Linked DNA regions of Rattus norvegicus: region 2 is linked to region 1. Evidence: chromatin contacts called from public Hi-C data. All regions are on one chromosome and are shown on one strand. Each heading gives the region's core, a stretch centred on a gene start, on an enhancer-like site or on the middle of the called end of the contact. The rest is flanking DNA. Distances are from core to core; before and after follow the strand shown. Region 1 holds the start of Klf15 (KLF transcription factor 15). Region 2 overlaps Iqsec1 (IQ motif and Sec7 domain ArfGEF 1).

What was found. Hi-C and Micro-C count contacts between places; a contact is called where the count stands out from the background.
Region 2: a Hi-C map of liver shows a contact between it and region 1, with 2.6 times the contacts expected there. The contact joins the enhancer-like site here to the promoter of Klf15 in region 1. A contact is called at or near these places in 5 of 12 Hi-C or Micro-C datasets (the A7r5 cell line, Schwann cells, frontal cortex and 2 more).

Annotation. Positions count from the first base shown.
Region 1 is chr4:124,519,939-124,527,231 of GRCr8, reverse strand. It overlaps Klf15 (KLF transcription factor 15), which reads right to left and starts at 4,217. Exons shown (of 4, transcript NM_053536.2): 1 at 4,166-4,217; 2 at 2,007-2,207; 3 at 1-419. The coding sequence starts at 394.
Region 2 is chr4:124,765,695-124,772,987 of GRCr8, reverse strand. All of the region lies in intron 1 of Iqsec1 (IQ motif and Sec7 domain ArfGEF 1), which reads left to right. Among named protein-coding and RNA genes, the nearest start is that of Iqsec1, 58 kb to the left of the region's middle. Within about 2 kb of position 2,902, at least 54 of the 93 cell types and tissues checked have an H3K27ac peak or open chromatin away from gene starts, as enhancers often do. A contact at or near this core is called in Schwann cells and liver, where this site is marked.

The DNA.
Region 1 (7,293 bases), core at 2,968-5,467:
CATCATCAGGGTCCCCTGACAGAAATTCAGGGAAGCAAAGATGTTCCTCCTTCACAGGCACAGAGGCTCTCCTCCACGATCCCCAGGTCACAGGGCCACTGCCATCTCCGACACCTCCACTGGCACCACCACTGCCCAGTGTGGCCCGGGATAGGAGGAAATCCAAGATGCTGCCCTGGGCCTCAGGGCCCGGACCTGCACTATAGCAGGAACAGAAGGCTTGCGAGTCAGGGCTGGCACAAGAGCAGGGGCTGGAGACATCGCTGTCATCCTCGGAGATGGGCGAGGGCAACATGTGGTATGGCTGCCGGCTGGCCAGCCTATCTCCCAGGTATCCCACTGGGCATTTCGGTGACGAGAAGGTCTCGTCCACTGGAAGCAAGTGGTCCACCATGCTGGCCTGGCCGAGCCTGTGGTGACTGCAGAGAGGGAACAAGGGAGGCTAGGTTAGAAGGACTGCATGCTTACCAGTGGTTTGTAACCCCTACCCCCGGCTGCCTGCCCAAGGCCTCCTGTGGCCAAATGTCCAGATCTTGCTTCCATCCCAAGGGAGAATGGGCCGGCGAGTATGTTTTCAAAAGTTGCATCACCCTATTTGCAAAAGAGCCCTCCCTCCAGGCCCGTTGCACAACCCAGGGCACTTCTGGTTTCAAACATTTTCCAGAATGATCCTGGAAAAGAATAAGACAAGGAATGCTCTTGTCTGTGAACAGCTGAGGCGGTGGGGAGAGGGGGCCAGAGAGGGGAGGCCCTGAAAGTCGCAAGACCCTGGACTCTGCTCCCTACCTTGAGTCAGAGAGGGGGTGAGAAAGAAAAAGGCCATTTGCACTCTGAGCCTGGGCTATTGGGGTTTCTGTGGGGTTTCCAGATTGAGCAAATAAAAACACAGGCTGCTTGTTAGATATTCACTTCAGATGTTCAAAAATGAACTTCTGTGAATGCAAGCGTGGTGTCCCCAGGGTTGAATGGGACACACATCTTGTCTGTGCTTTAACCTGGCAGCTGTACTTTGGAAAACGGTTTAAGGCCATTAAGTGCCTGCCTGCCTACATGGTGTTTCTCCACAGTCTGGTCCTCAGACCTTTGTTGAGAGTCACGGTTCTCCATGACTGGATGAGGTATCACAGGAGAGCAAAGCCCCCTTCCATGGTGCCTAACATCTCCCTGCCATGATGATTAAGGTTCAGCCCCCAGCTGTGAGTCCATAGAAGATCTGAGGGCCCAGGTGTGGGTAACTTCCGTGAGCCTCAGAGCCTTTGGGCAGGATGGCAGATGACATTTGCCCTTGGCCAGTGTGTGAGAGCAGAGTCTCCTGTTCTGCCCCCCACCCAGCTTCCTGTGCGGGACACTCACCGACTTGGGAAGACTCAGCAGGTACCTGTGTCCCCTCTTGGCAGCACACTCTCCTGGGTCCCCAGCACTCAGCACACCAGGTATCCAAGAGGGGCTCAGAGAGTGGGGATAGGAAGGAGAAGGGAAAGCTGTGTCCTCTGAAGCCAAAGGCCATACTAGGTCTGGTGTCCAAGAAGAGTCAACAGTATCTGCTGTGCTGGGGCCACCTCTCTGGACCTTTGCCCCGCCCAGTGACCATGGCTGCCTGTGTTATTATCAAACTGATGAGGAGGATGCTAAGCTGCATCCTGACCTTAGGTCCACTGCACAGCCTGGCACCTGGTAGCCCAGCAGCCGAGAGGCCAGTCATCCCACTCCCCCGTGTCTCAGTTTCCCCAACTGTTCTATGACTCAGTGTTCTCTAAGTTTCTCTCTTGATGCAGAGAATAGAGGCAAGATCTGAGCCCAAAGGTAATCTTGCCAAGAGGCAATCTGAATTTAAATACTCTGCTAAGGATTTCAAACTGGAAATGTGTTTTTAAAATACATAGTCTTTACCAAAGCACGGCCTGGGAAGGAATAAAGCACTAGACAACGTGAAGGGCAAAGCAGTTGGGCAGAACCCACACACTCCCTGCTCCCAACCCCATCTCATTCACTCTTCTAGCACACACCTTGTCTGCAGCTGTCAGCTGTGCAACCTCAGGAAAGCAGCACAACGTCTCTGTGCGCACATCTGTTTGCTGCCAGTGTGACGTGGCTCCTATACGTAGGGTATACGAATACTCAACAACTTCCACATACTGAGCACTTAGCGTCTGTACAGTCACGCAAATTCAGTGCACACGGTGTCCCAGGACCCAGAACAGGACTGCCTAAGATTTCCTGAAATGAAATGTGACCAGAGCTGGACACGCCACAGCACTGAGCGATCGATCCCACTGTTTCAAAGGGGATTGTGGTATCGAGGCTTCATTTTTAAAACGGTAAAAACCAAGGTCTGATATGAAAGTGAACAGCAAGGGGCTGGGGATTTAGCTCAGTGGTAGAGCGCTTACCTAGGAAGCACAAGGCCCTGGGTTCGGTCCCCAGCTCCGAAAAAAAAAGAACCAAAAAAAAAAAAAAAAAAAAGTGAACAGCAGTGTTGGGTGGGCAGAGTGGCTCATATAGTCTTGGCGCTCAGAAGGCTGAGGCCAGAGAATCATAAAGTCAAAGGCAACCATGTGAGATCCCACTGAAGGAGGGAGAGAGAGAACAGGTATGAAAGTTGATGCCAAAACAGAATTACATCGGAAGGAACCCCTCCCCCCAAAATGTTTCAGATTCCTCCAGGGCTCAGAGTACTAGGGCCCTGCTCAACCCCGAACTGCCCCTCCAACTGCTGCGGCCTGGCTCACCAGCACTAATGAACCTGGGCTTTGGCTCCAGTGTTCTCCTCAGTGGAAGTCCTACCTCTCTCAGCATTCCAGATGGGAGTTCATTATTTAAATCTCAACTCAGAAGTCACTACCCCCTTGGAGAAAGCACCCAGGTTTATATTCTACACAGCCGGATATCACTGTGAAAACTGTCTTGTTCACTACAGGCTAGATCTAGAGTCAAAGACAGATCTAACCTTTGCTGAACGAGTCCAGAACCCAGAAGCAAATGGATGCAGGAGTGGAGTGGCCCCAACCAGTTAACACGATCTTAAAACGGTGCTAAGCAACCCCTGGGGACAGTGAGGTACTGAGTGCCCAGGGGATCCAGGACTTCCTGGACCCAGGGCTTGAAAGCCTGAGTGCCAGCGCTCAAGCCGGTCCCTGAAAAACAGCAGCACGTGGCGCAGCCAGAGGCGCAGGCTGCGTGCAGGGGGAGGGGGCACCCTGTTCTGGGCACAGTCCCCGGCAGGCCGCTGGACTCCGCCCCCTCTCTTAGCAGGCCAGGCCTGCTGTTTATCCTCCCGGGGACACAGCGGCTGTAGGAACAACATGTAATTGATAACAAGCAGAGAGCCGGCCAAGGGCTAGCCATTGGGTCAGCGTGCAAATCACGGGGGTGGCGAATGGGGGCCGGTCTTCAAAATAAGAGTCCTCCCTGAGGAGTCCGAAGGCCCCAAAGTTACTGCCATTCTGGCACCTGTAGGGCGGCGGGGGCTCCCCACGGTCGGGGAAAACATCTGAAGGACTCAGTCAAACATTTGGGCTTTCACCTTCCCAAACCATGGTAGCAAACAGCTCCTGTGCCTTCCAGGCGAGAATGTTTCCAAGAGGGGTGACCTGACCCCTGCGGCTGCTACCCTCAGCCCTCGGGTAATGTTTGGTCAAAGGGGCCTGAGGACTCTGCGTGGGGAAACGGAACATAAGCGCAGGAACGCTGCGGGTACGCGCAAATGGGTGTGAGTTTGTGTCGTGTGACTGCGTGTGCTGGGCGCAGTGCAGCCGTGCGGGTGTCCGCCAGGTGCCCGCGCGTGGGTGCCCACCCCTGGGTGTGAAGTACGTGGGAAGGAGGTGGCTCGGACTCTGGCGCACAGCTTCAGAGAGTACCTTACCTTCCGCCCAGTGACCCCCTTCGCGTCCCCACTTAGGCCACCGCTGCAGTGACCGACAGTAACCTCTCCGCCCCTTGGTCGCCAGGCCCCGCCAGGCGCCGCCATATGGGAGCGCAGGTCCAGGAGTGCCACGGACACGCGTGGGCTCTGGGGACAGGAACTGCGCACATTGGATTTGCCTTCTGAAGGCCCAGCGCGCTCACGGGGGGTCCCGCATTTCCGGGGTCCCCACATTTCCCGGGTCCCCGCGCGTGGTTCGGACAGGAGGACCCAAGCGGCCGCGGTACATCGCGCGTCTCCCACCTGGACTCGGCGTCGCCTGGCACGGCCTCGCGCGTGCGGCCCGGCTCCGTATGCGGCCGCGCGTCCAGCGCTCCTGGCCGCAGCCCGCACTCCCTGCGGCCGAGCTAGGCGCTCGCCGCTCGCCGCTCTCCCTGCTCTCCGACCGCTCACGTGACGCCGCGGGCGCCGTGAAGGCTCGCAGGAGGCTCGGCCTCGGGCGCGCGCCCCATTGGCTAGCGCTGCACGTCACGAGCCGCGCCCCGCCTCGGCCGCACCCTCCCGCTGCCCACGCGCTCTCCGGCCTCTTCGTGGACCTGTACTGGGTCCTCCGGTGCGCACGTGAGATAGGATCCAGAACCCACTGAAAGCCCGCAGAGTCCCGAAGTGCAGACCACGTAGGATCTCGGGTGCGGAATAGTCCCTGCAGCCTCTTCCGCATTCCCAACAAGGCCGGATCTAGTAGGGACCGTGTCTAAAGGGTCCATTTGTAAAAATATGTCTGGTCTTTCCTCCAGAGGTCATGGTTACTCACGGGAATGAGCGCTTGTTGCGCTACTGCTACTCTCGACCTCTGAGTCTGACTGACTGCAGAGGCTTGCTGACCACCACCTTAAGCCAGTGATTGACACTGCAGGCACCTCCCCAAAGATTGCAGGGTGCTCCCGATGTGCAGAGGGACTTCCAAGCCACTATGGGCAGCTTTTGCACCGGTTTAATGAGGAAAGTGAAGCCTGAGAAAACGTGTGAGCAGAGAGTACCTTGCTGGTACCTTGCTGGGTACCTTGCTGTGCACTTCAGTCTGCACTGCTTGGCTCCCCAGACAGCATGAAAAAACCTGCTGAGAAAGAGCAATGGGCCTTTCTAGTCACGCAGATAGAGGGCCAGGTCTGTCTGTCTTTTCCCTGCTTCTTAACAAATGCCAAGGACATTTGGACAGACCTTCCTTCTTGGCATTTCCTACCTGGCACTGGAAGGTGGCCAGTCTTTGCCCCCTGCTTCTCCCAGCTGTCTCTGCTGTGGCCAGGATTTGCAGCCAGTGGGTCTGGACCCCTTAAATAAGGATCTGAGGTCTCTCCAGGTGAGTGCCTAAAACTCAGCAGTTAAACTGAGTCTCAGTCAGAGCACTGAGGAAGTCTGTGCTTAGCACAAGATGGTCATCAACTTTCTGATCGTAGGCACCGTATGTATGCGTCTTCCCCGTCTTCTGCGGTATTCTGCAGCCAGGGCTAGCACGCAGAGCGGTGGAGTTGACTAGTTAGTAAAGTTGATTGATCCTGTCTTGTCAAGGCAGGGCAGGGTCAGGCTGGGCACACTTCTCCACAGCCCTGCCTATCCTGGGCTCTGCAACCCTCACACTCTCTGTTCAATGTTTCCCACCTCCTGGGGAGAAGTGCAGCTAAAGGTCAGAAGCCTAAAAGCAACTGTGTAACTGAGCTGCCCCAGTCCAGAAGGAAGGCGCCCCAACTGTCTAGAAGCCCATGGCTAACCTCGGACATTCTGCCTAAACCTGAGTCATATTAGGCACCGTTGCTTCAGAACCTTCTCAGGGCTCCCTGCTCACTCACAGGATGTGTATATAACCCCACTTTCTCAGCTTCCCTCTGTCTCTTTTGGGTCCCTTTTGTTCCATGACCTCTTCTTGCTCAGGTTAACTTGCCAGGCACAAGTTCAGAATCTTTGCATATGCATATGCCGGAGTATGGTTCTATTCCCAGCATTCACCTGGCCCCTCCTTCTGATTTTATTGAAGTGGCACCTTTGAGGGAGCCTGCCTTTGACCCCACCCCCTGCGATGCACCCCCTGCTCCCCATTTTCCTATCCAGTTTAACAGTTCTGGATACTTACTGTTTCTAATTTATTAAAAGTCTTCATTTTATTCTGTAAACCCTTGTCTTCTACAGAGAAGGTAAGTGGCATAGACATAGGCTGTGATATGTATTCACAGCTCAGGATTAGAATTTGCATCCCCAGCACCATGTAAAGGCCAGGTAGAAGCTGTAATTTTAGGACACAGAGGGCAGAGGCAGGATTCCTAGAGCAAGCTGGCTGCTGGCATAGCTGGGATCTGTGAGCTCTGAGTTTTGTAAGAGATCCTGCTTCAAGGAATATACAGTGGAGAGAGATGGGGAAAGTCACTGAGTGTTAGCTTAGCCCTCCACATGCACATATCCACGTGTGATATCTGCCCACACATGTAATCACACCACACACACAGAAAAGAAATTAAATAGGCTTCCAGGGACTTACTCCCTAAACAGGAGATAGTTAGTCCCTGGGGAAGTCAAAACAATTTTCTTGTAAGAGGCTAAAAACTCCCACAGAACCTCCCAGAGTTTTCCTTCATATCTGCTGGGCTATCTGCTTCCTTCACCAGCAGGGACTGGTAATCTATCCATTCTCAGACAGCATTCAAATGAATCCCAAGCCAGCTTTAGGTCCCACAACTGCCTAGATACCTCTACATGTCCATCACAGTCCAGGGCCAGGATCAGTCTCAGTGCAAGGCATTCCTGTTGACTGAGGGGAGAGGGCACAGGACCCTGAACACCCGAAGGCTCCCATGAGCAGCAGCATACGCATTTCCCACCATCTAGACAGAAAAACAACCCAGTGTAGCAGGAAGGATGAGGTACAGATTTTCAGAGTCATAGCTAGACACCAGGCATCGGAACTTACAAAGCAAGCTCTCCCCAGTGCTACAGTTTCCACTCTTACTAAGGGGGAGGAAAAGAACCAGGTGGTATGGTAGGTGTTAACTCCTTGAGGCACAAGTGGCTAGGCCTGAACATCCCCCCACCCCCGGATTCTCTAAGGCTGGTGGCTAGCATTTCCAGTCCTTTGAATTGTGAAGAAAGGCCAGGCCCCACCTTATAGAGTAAAAAGGTCCAAGATCAGGCCACAAACACCTTCAATCCCAGGCCATCCTAGAAAACGTCACCCCAAGAAACACTATCTAAAGCCTACCTCCTGCTCAGTTCCTTGCTGCTTCTTTCCTGCCTAGGCAGGGGTAGCTACCCTATTGTGTCTTTCCCAATAAATCCGCTGTGTGAGGTTTGTTGTGTGCTGTGACTCTGGCATTCCAACGCTTCCAACTCCCAGGATACCTCTCCCCTTAGAGCTGCAACATGGGGTATTGGGCAAACCTTTC
Region 2 (7,293 bases), core at 1,653-4,152, 250 kb before region 1:
CCCCAACTACTTTGGTGGGTCTGATGTTAACTCAGGCTTGCAACTGGAATGTGTCTAGGCAACAGGATAAGATCAACAGAAGCTGCACTCTAGGCCTTTGAATCACACACACACACACACACACACACACACACACACACACACACACACACACACACACACACAGAGGAACTGCCCATGAACACTCTGGAATTGCTGCCATCGTTCTAATTTATAGGCAAGGAAACTGAGGCTGGACAGAAGAACTGAGCTTTGCTATGTACAGGCAAGGGTTTCTGGTTGGTAAGAGAACCTCTGGCATTATGGGGAGATGACACACATGCTTAGAATCCTGTGTAGAAATGGTCAGAAGGGTGGAAGTGGCAGCTATGGAGAGACCAGAGCCTACAGGCCCTTCTGGACTCATCCAGTCCCCCATTGACAGTGCGGGGCTCCTGAGTGCCCCCATGGAATGGGTGCTGAGATGCACCACACTTTGCAGAGGATGCAGGAACTTTGGGTAGCTAGTGGTCTTTCCTTTTGGGACCCATTCGCCAGCTGTAGGAAGTTATCTGTTGTTTCTCAGGATTGTCCTATGGATTTCAAGATAGAATAGGGTCAACTCTCTACTCACCACAATGAGAGGAGAGGGAAGGTGGAATCAGTCCGGGCAGGCGTGGGAGTTCACTGCCAGCTAGACATTCTGATTCCTGCTAAAATGCTTGAATCCAGTCATCACACTGGGTCATGGCGTAATTTCCCAGTGGGTCTCCAAGGGTGAGTCCGAGTGTTTGCATGTATATATATGCAGTGTATGCATATCAGGTGCCCAAGGAAGCCAGAAGAGGGCATTGGTTTTCTTGGAACTGGTTTTGTAAGCTTCCGTGTGGGTGCTGGGAGTCAAATTCATTTCTTTTGTAGGAACAGCAAGTGTTCTTAACTGCTGAGCCAGATCTTCAAGCTTACAGAAAATTTCAAATGCCTACAGAAGTAGAGAATTAATGAATCCCATGAGTAGCTCATCTTAACTGCCATCTACTATTTTCAAGCAAACTCTTCTGACTTTGATTCTGGGACCTGTCTCATGGTCACCCTTATCCTGGCCTTGGAGATATGCTGTCCCCAGGGTGGGTGCCTTGTACAGCCCCTGGCCGTTCTATTTTAAGACCCTTGGGCTTAGGTGGGCTCCCAGTTAGTACCTGACCCATTGGGGATGCCAGATGTCCGGAGGAGGCTGTGCTTGTGGCTCACTCATCAGTCACTCTAGGACCCCTGAGAAGGGAGGACATGGAAATGGGCTCCTGGCCTCTCCCATGAGATCTGTTCACTCTGGTTCTCAGCTGATGTAGTGTGCTGTGAGTCAGGCTGTGACTTCTACCTCTTTCCCCTTGTTTCCTTTAGCTTAGCCTACTGTTTCCTTGACATGCTGCCATTCAGTGTCAGGGTCCTTAGCCTTTGCTCACCCTCTTTCTCCTTTATCCAGGGTTTCTTGTTCTACCTCAGCCCAGGCCAACAGCTCATGCCACACTTCTCCCAGGGGGTCCGTAGGTACCTACGGCTTAAGTCCTGGAGAAGTTTTCTGTCCCCTTTCAACTCTCCTGCTCTTTAGCTCCCTTGACACCACTCTTGACCTGCACTTTTGGGAGTTGGCTACCTCTCAGTGCTGGGTTTGGAGCCTAGCATATAGTAGGTCCCTAATAATGAGACTGACACATAGTAGGTGTTCAAATGCTAGTTGCTGTCATTATTATGAATGTCTCATGACTAACCTTGATGCCTGCCACAGTTCTTGGCACATAAGGGACAGGACTCAATCAAGTTTGTTTAGAAAAGACCCAAATTGCCTCTGTCTCTGTCTCAGTACAGGGAGCATTCTTAGGTCAGACTTCCACCCCAACCCTGGGTGCGGATGCTGCTGCTTCTACACGGTTCTCCCCCTCCTTAACCCTCCTCCTCCTCCTCATCTCTTACCTGTTGCCAGGTTGTGATGCAGGGACAAGACCCCCCAGAAGCACCTCATGGCCTTTAGGCCCCAGTTGAGGATTTTGGGTGTGTCACCATTAAGCCCTGTGTGGTTGTAGTATTCCCACCTTATTTTGCTTTGTTTGGTTTTGGAGACAGGGTCTTACTGCATAGTGCTGGCTGTCTCACTATGTTGAACAGGCTGGCATTATACTCATCTCCATGTGTGCAGTCTACCTGCCTCTGCCTCTGCTTCCTAAGTGCTGGAATCAAAAGCATGTGCCACTGCACCTGGCTGGTACCCCCACGTTATGGCTGAGAAGTGCAGGCCCACAGAGACCCCAGTCCCTGATCTGTAGCCATAATCCCTGCCTGAAGAGTATACTGGAAGAGGGCCTTGTGTACCAGTGATGTGGAGAGTCGGAGCTTCTGGGCTTGAGGTCACGTGAGGATCTCAGGGGACAGAAAACACAGTATAAGGTCCTGTGCTGGCTGCTCTGCCCTGAGTGACAAGCAGTAGTGGGCTGGCCCCAGAGGGACTCAGGTGACTTAGGCAGGGAACAAGGGGCAGCCTAGTCTTGCAGTGGTCTACATCCCAGTTGACACAGTACCCCTTTCTTCTTCAAAGCCTATGGCCTTGGTTAAGTTTTCTCCTCTCTGTCTTGGTTTCTTCCTCCACCAAATGAGAAGAAAGAAGTTTACCAATCGCAATACCCAGGTGCCCCTCCTTTGTAGATGCTGGTGGTCACTGTGTGTCAGTTCTAAGCTAACTATGGTGGACTGCCCGTGTGTCAGGTGGGGCAGGAGTAGTTTAACTGTGCTTTCTGCCCACTTCTGCCATCTACTTAGGGCCTCTGGGAGCTGCACCCCTGGTAGCAGGGTAGGCTAAGAGGCTGCTTGTCACACAGGCCTCTTTCTCCCTGGCGCAGCCCGTACTCTCCAGGGCTGGCTGCCCAGCCTGTGCCTCCCCCCGCCTTCCTGGGGTGTCCCTGGGCCCAGCCTGGCCCTGTCTGCTGGAGCCTACCACAGAGAGCGGCTTTATTTAAGTCCATTTTGCGCGTATGGAAATAACTAGAGGACTCTGTATTTAATTTGGCTCAGCCGGGAAGATTTTTGGCTCTGTGTGTGTATGTGTATTCTGAAAAATCTTTCCGAGCAAGCCCCAGGGTCGGAAGCTTCTGGTCATCTTTGTGCATTCAAAACCAACAAGAGCCGCCCTGCTAGCTGGGGTAAGCTGGCAGAGGGTGGGTTGCAGGGAGTGGTCCATGAAAGCAAGGAGAGAGGAGGAGGGGGAAGCTAGATAAGAACACAGTGGCAACTGTGGGGAACTTTGCTCCTGGGCCCAGCAGGGAGGGATTCAAAGTGAGCTGAGCTTTCCCAACTCTCCAAGACATATTTGGCTCCAGAGGCATCAAGGGTTCAGCTGGGTGGGTGGCGGCATGGGAGCATTCTTTGTGTCCCCTTTCTCCTCTCCAGAGCCCTAGGGTTGAGCCCTTCTCTAGTCAATAGCTTAGGGCAAGATAACCCACTGTGGGAACTATTGTTGTGGCTTGTCTTTGCTTGACCACATGTTCCCAGGAGTCAGGGGCACTAGCCAGTGTGAGCACGGGAGAGGTATGGCCACTTGCCTCAGGTCATGCAGCACTTCACCAACTCAGCCCTGGGTACCTCTGGAGCCATGAGATGTCATCCCAAACCAGGGCTGACATTCTCAGTGGTCAGGGAAAGACACCCTGATGCTTTGAAGTAAATGCTGCCATCTGGTGACTTCTTACATCCTGTCCTGACAGAGGCATGGCAGTTCTCATGACCTACTGTGAGTAGGCTGTGGTCAGTATAATGAGGTGACCTTTGTGGAGTCTGATAAAAATCACATTCTGAAGACCCACCAAGAGCAAGGCCTCAGCTCCCTACCATCCCTGTAGAGCTCATGCCTTCTAAATGAGGCTTCTTGGGAATGAGGAGTGGGCCTTGAATTTCAGCCTTACACAGATCTCCTGCATAGACAGGAAGTGCGTGTGTGAGAAGAGTTGCTAGGTGTGAGTAAGTGATGAAATTGGTGGGGACCGTGGCAGAGTATAAGCACACTAGAGCTTGCTTTGCCTTTCACCCCTGGGTTGTAGGTCCAGGGTGGCTGGGTTCTTAGCGGTCGTCCTCTCTCAGAAGTCAGAATTGTTGTATCCAATGTTAAAATGGTGCCAACTTACTCTTTGTTTTCCTTTGTTTATTTGGTACATCCATTGGTTGGTTGGTTGGTTTTGAGACAAGAACTCACTGTTGTAGCCCAGACTGGACTTGGACTTTGATCCTTCAGTTTCAGACTCCCAAGTTCTGAGATATGGGCATGTCTAGTTTATTCTAATTTTTAAGACAAAACATTGTGGGGAACCACACACAGCATACTGCCAATCTGTGCTGGAATAATTTACTGGGAGCCCAGCGCCCTCAGAAGCTTCCTGTGAGTAGGACTGCCCAGCCTCATAGCCAGGTGGATAGCCTGACCTTGTTCTACAATCTCTGGAAAGGCTGGGCCATTAGTGTCAGCTTTCCTCTGAGTTTAGGCCCGTTTGGTACTCTTGTCCAAGAGTGGGACAGCATCCTCAGGCATGATGGGGTGTTCTGCAGAATGATAGTGGTGACTGTGTGAATGACACCTTGCCAGACTGAGGTCTGGCCGTGCTTGATTGCAGGGTGTTCACTTCTGCCCCCCACCCAGAGCCTCTTGTCTGTCCCCTTTGCCAGCTGGCTCCCTTCCCAAGTGAGGGTGTGGATTGCCAGCCTGTGTCAGGCAGGGACTCTGTTCCTGCTGCTTTTGTCTGGCCTTCTAAGGCATCCTGGGTTTGTGAGAAGTGGGCCAGGGCAGATTCAGTGGCCCTGAAGCTGATCCCAGGGTGCTTCTGCATTGTCCTCCATACCTGGCAAGTTGAGCCCCAGGAACTCTGCTGCGATGTGATGAGTTTGTGCCTGTGTGGAGTCTATGGCATCTCCACAATGTACTCTGAGCCTGCATGTGACCTGCAAGCCTCCTTCCTACAGGCCTCTCACCCATGAGAGACAGTGGGTGGGGGAAGAAGAGGGCACCACACCATATCCTTGTCTTTTCTGACCTCAGTGTGGCTTTGACCCTGCCTGTTCACTAGGCTCTGGGTCAAAAGAGCTGGTCGCACTTACTCAGGTCCTTACTTCACCTGCTGTGCCCAGCCCTATTTGGGTACTGGGGTTGTTTTGTGAGCAAATGGATACCTCTGCCCTCTAATGATGCTCTCATGAGGAGAGACCAAGCGATGATAACTGTAGGTATCACTTTCCTCACTCCAGTGTGCTGCTGATACGGTGTTAATAGTTAGGCCCCCAAGACACCTGCACTGTTCACATGGGTGCCAGGCCTTCCCTGGCCCCAGGTTAGGGAGTGTTTGTGGATAGCAGGATCCTTGTGTTCCTTTTGATGGGGTTGTAGATGGTTTCAATGTCTGGGCCTGGCTCAAAGCCTAGGCTGGTCCTCAGAACTTTATGGGAGCAAGCCACTCCAACAGAGCCAGGAGACAGTCCGCTGCCCCACTTTCCCACCCCATGCACCCATTCCTGCCTACAGTAGGAAGAAGGACTGGCTCAGAGGCCGGAAGGATGACCAGCCTTCTAGAACATGTTGTTGACAGGACAGGACACTGTGAGAGCCTGGCTGCGGGGTCTGGGTCAAGGGACACGGAGCTCTATCTTCCTTCCCTGTGGTGATAGACTGATGAACAGACAGTGAGGTCAGCTGCCCAGGACACTGAGGAAACAGTTCCTGCTCAGCCTGCCCTCTGGGCTCCCAGATACTCTCACCAACTCCTCTGTGTTATCACAGAGGGGCAGCACTGCCCCACATGAGGAAGGGAAATTGAGGCTCAGATAAAAGCTGGTATTCAATCCTGGATATACAACTCCAACCCAGAGCACAGTAAACAAAGGAACAGTTGTCAGGAAGGCAGGTTCCATGCTGAACCAGGTGGGGCACATGGGAGGCTGCTAGCCATGCCTCCTGTTAGCCTAGGGCAACCCCAAACTGACATCTGTGTCTGCACACCAGAATGGCCCCCAAATGGTTCAAGAAGCCCCCAGATCCTGATCTCTGCTCCTCCTGCCGCCTGCCTGGCTCTGGGCAGCAGCTGACAAGTTGGGGAAATGCTGAGTGTTAGTTCAGTAAGCAGAGCTCTAAAAATAGCCACTGCTCTGAAAAGCCCATTGTTTGGAGACCCATATTTTTCTACATATATAAAGGTGGCTTCTGGCAGTCTGGTGCGGGCAGTCAGAGAATGCCACAGGCTGTGGGCTGGTGCAGGGTTGCTGTGTGTCTCTCTCCAGTTAGGACCAGTAGCAAATCAGGAAGACTGAAACTGGAGCTAGGCCAGCATCCCCATGAAGGTGATGCTTAGGTTGGGTAGCCCCAAGGTTTCCCAAGTGCCCAGGATGCCTTTGGCCACAGGAGCCAAACTCTCTGTAGCAAGCATGGGCCAAAGTGATTCTGAGATGCTCAGTGCAGAGTTCAGGCTATGGATTGTTGTGGTATGGAGGAGTGGGCAGCTGACTGGTCCAAGAGAACCCAGCCCTGCTCAGAGCCCTGCTTTTCGCAGCTCCTCCTAAAACTCTGCTCCTGCCTTCTGTCCCCTGTGCTGATGTCAGAACCACTACCATGCCTGAAGTCCAGCACCTTGACTGCTATCCAATCTTTGATTTTCTTTTTTAGCCACAGTCTCCCACAGATACTTCAGCCCCCCTTCCTCCTCCTTACCCTTCCAGGGCCTGCAGCTGACGCTCAGAATATATGAAAAGGTTCCGGGGTAGGAGCTGGCTTGTAGATGAATAGCCAGGAGACTAGTGGGATTAAGCTGAGCTTGATGGTCCTTTGGTTCCTGGGGAGATGGGGCAGGAGGCATGACTAGATCTTGTGAGCCTTCTGGGTCATAGTGATGACATGTTTTCCCAGACCATGGGAGCTGAGGTGCCATGTGGTTGGAGCTGTGCTTTGATTGTATCACTGCTGTTATAGGGAGGGGGCAGGTAACAGAAGGCTCTGAAGGACCCTACGCAGGAGAGGCTATGTGAAAGGGCCAAAGGGAAGTGTCCTCTGGTTGGTGGCAGGGTGGTCAGAGCTGGCTCTGCTTTAAGGGTGCCAACAGATGGGCAAGGGAAAATGTGTGTGAGAGGATGGCCAAGAGGGTAAGCTGCCCTCTGCAGGTGGGAGGAGTAGAATGTAACTCCACCCCTGCCTCTGAGGGCTCCTGCTTTGCTGCCTTGCAGGGCTGCTGGGTCTTCTGATTATGTGTCCTCATTAATGCAAACTTGGGAACAGGATAAAAGCAGAAATCTGAT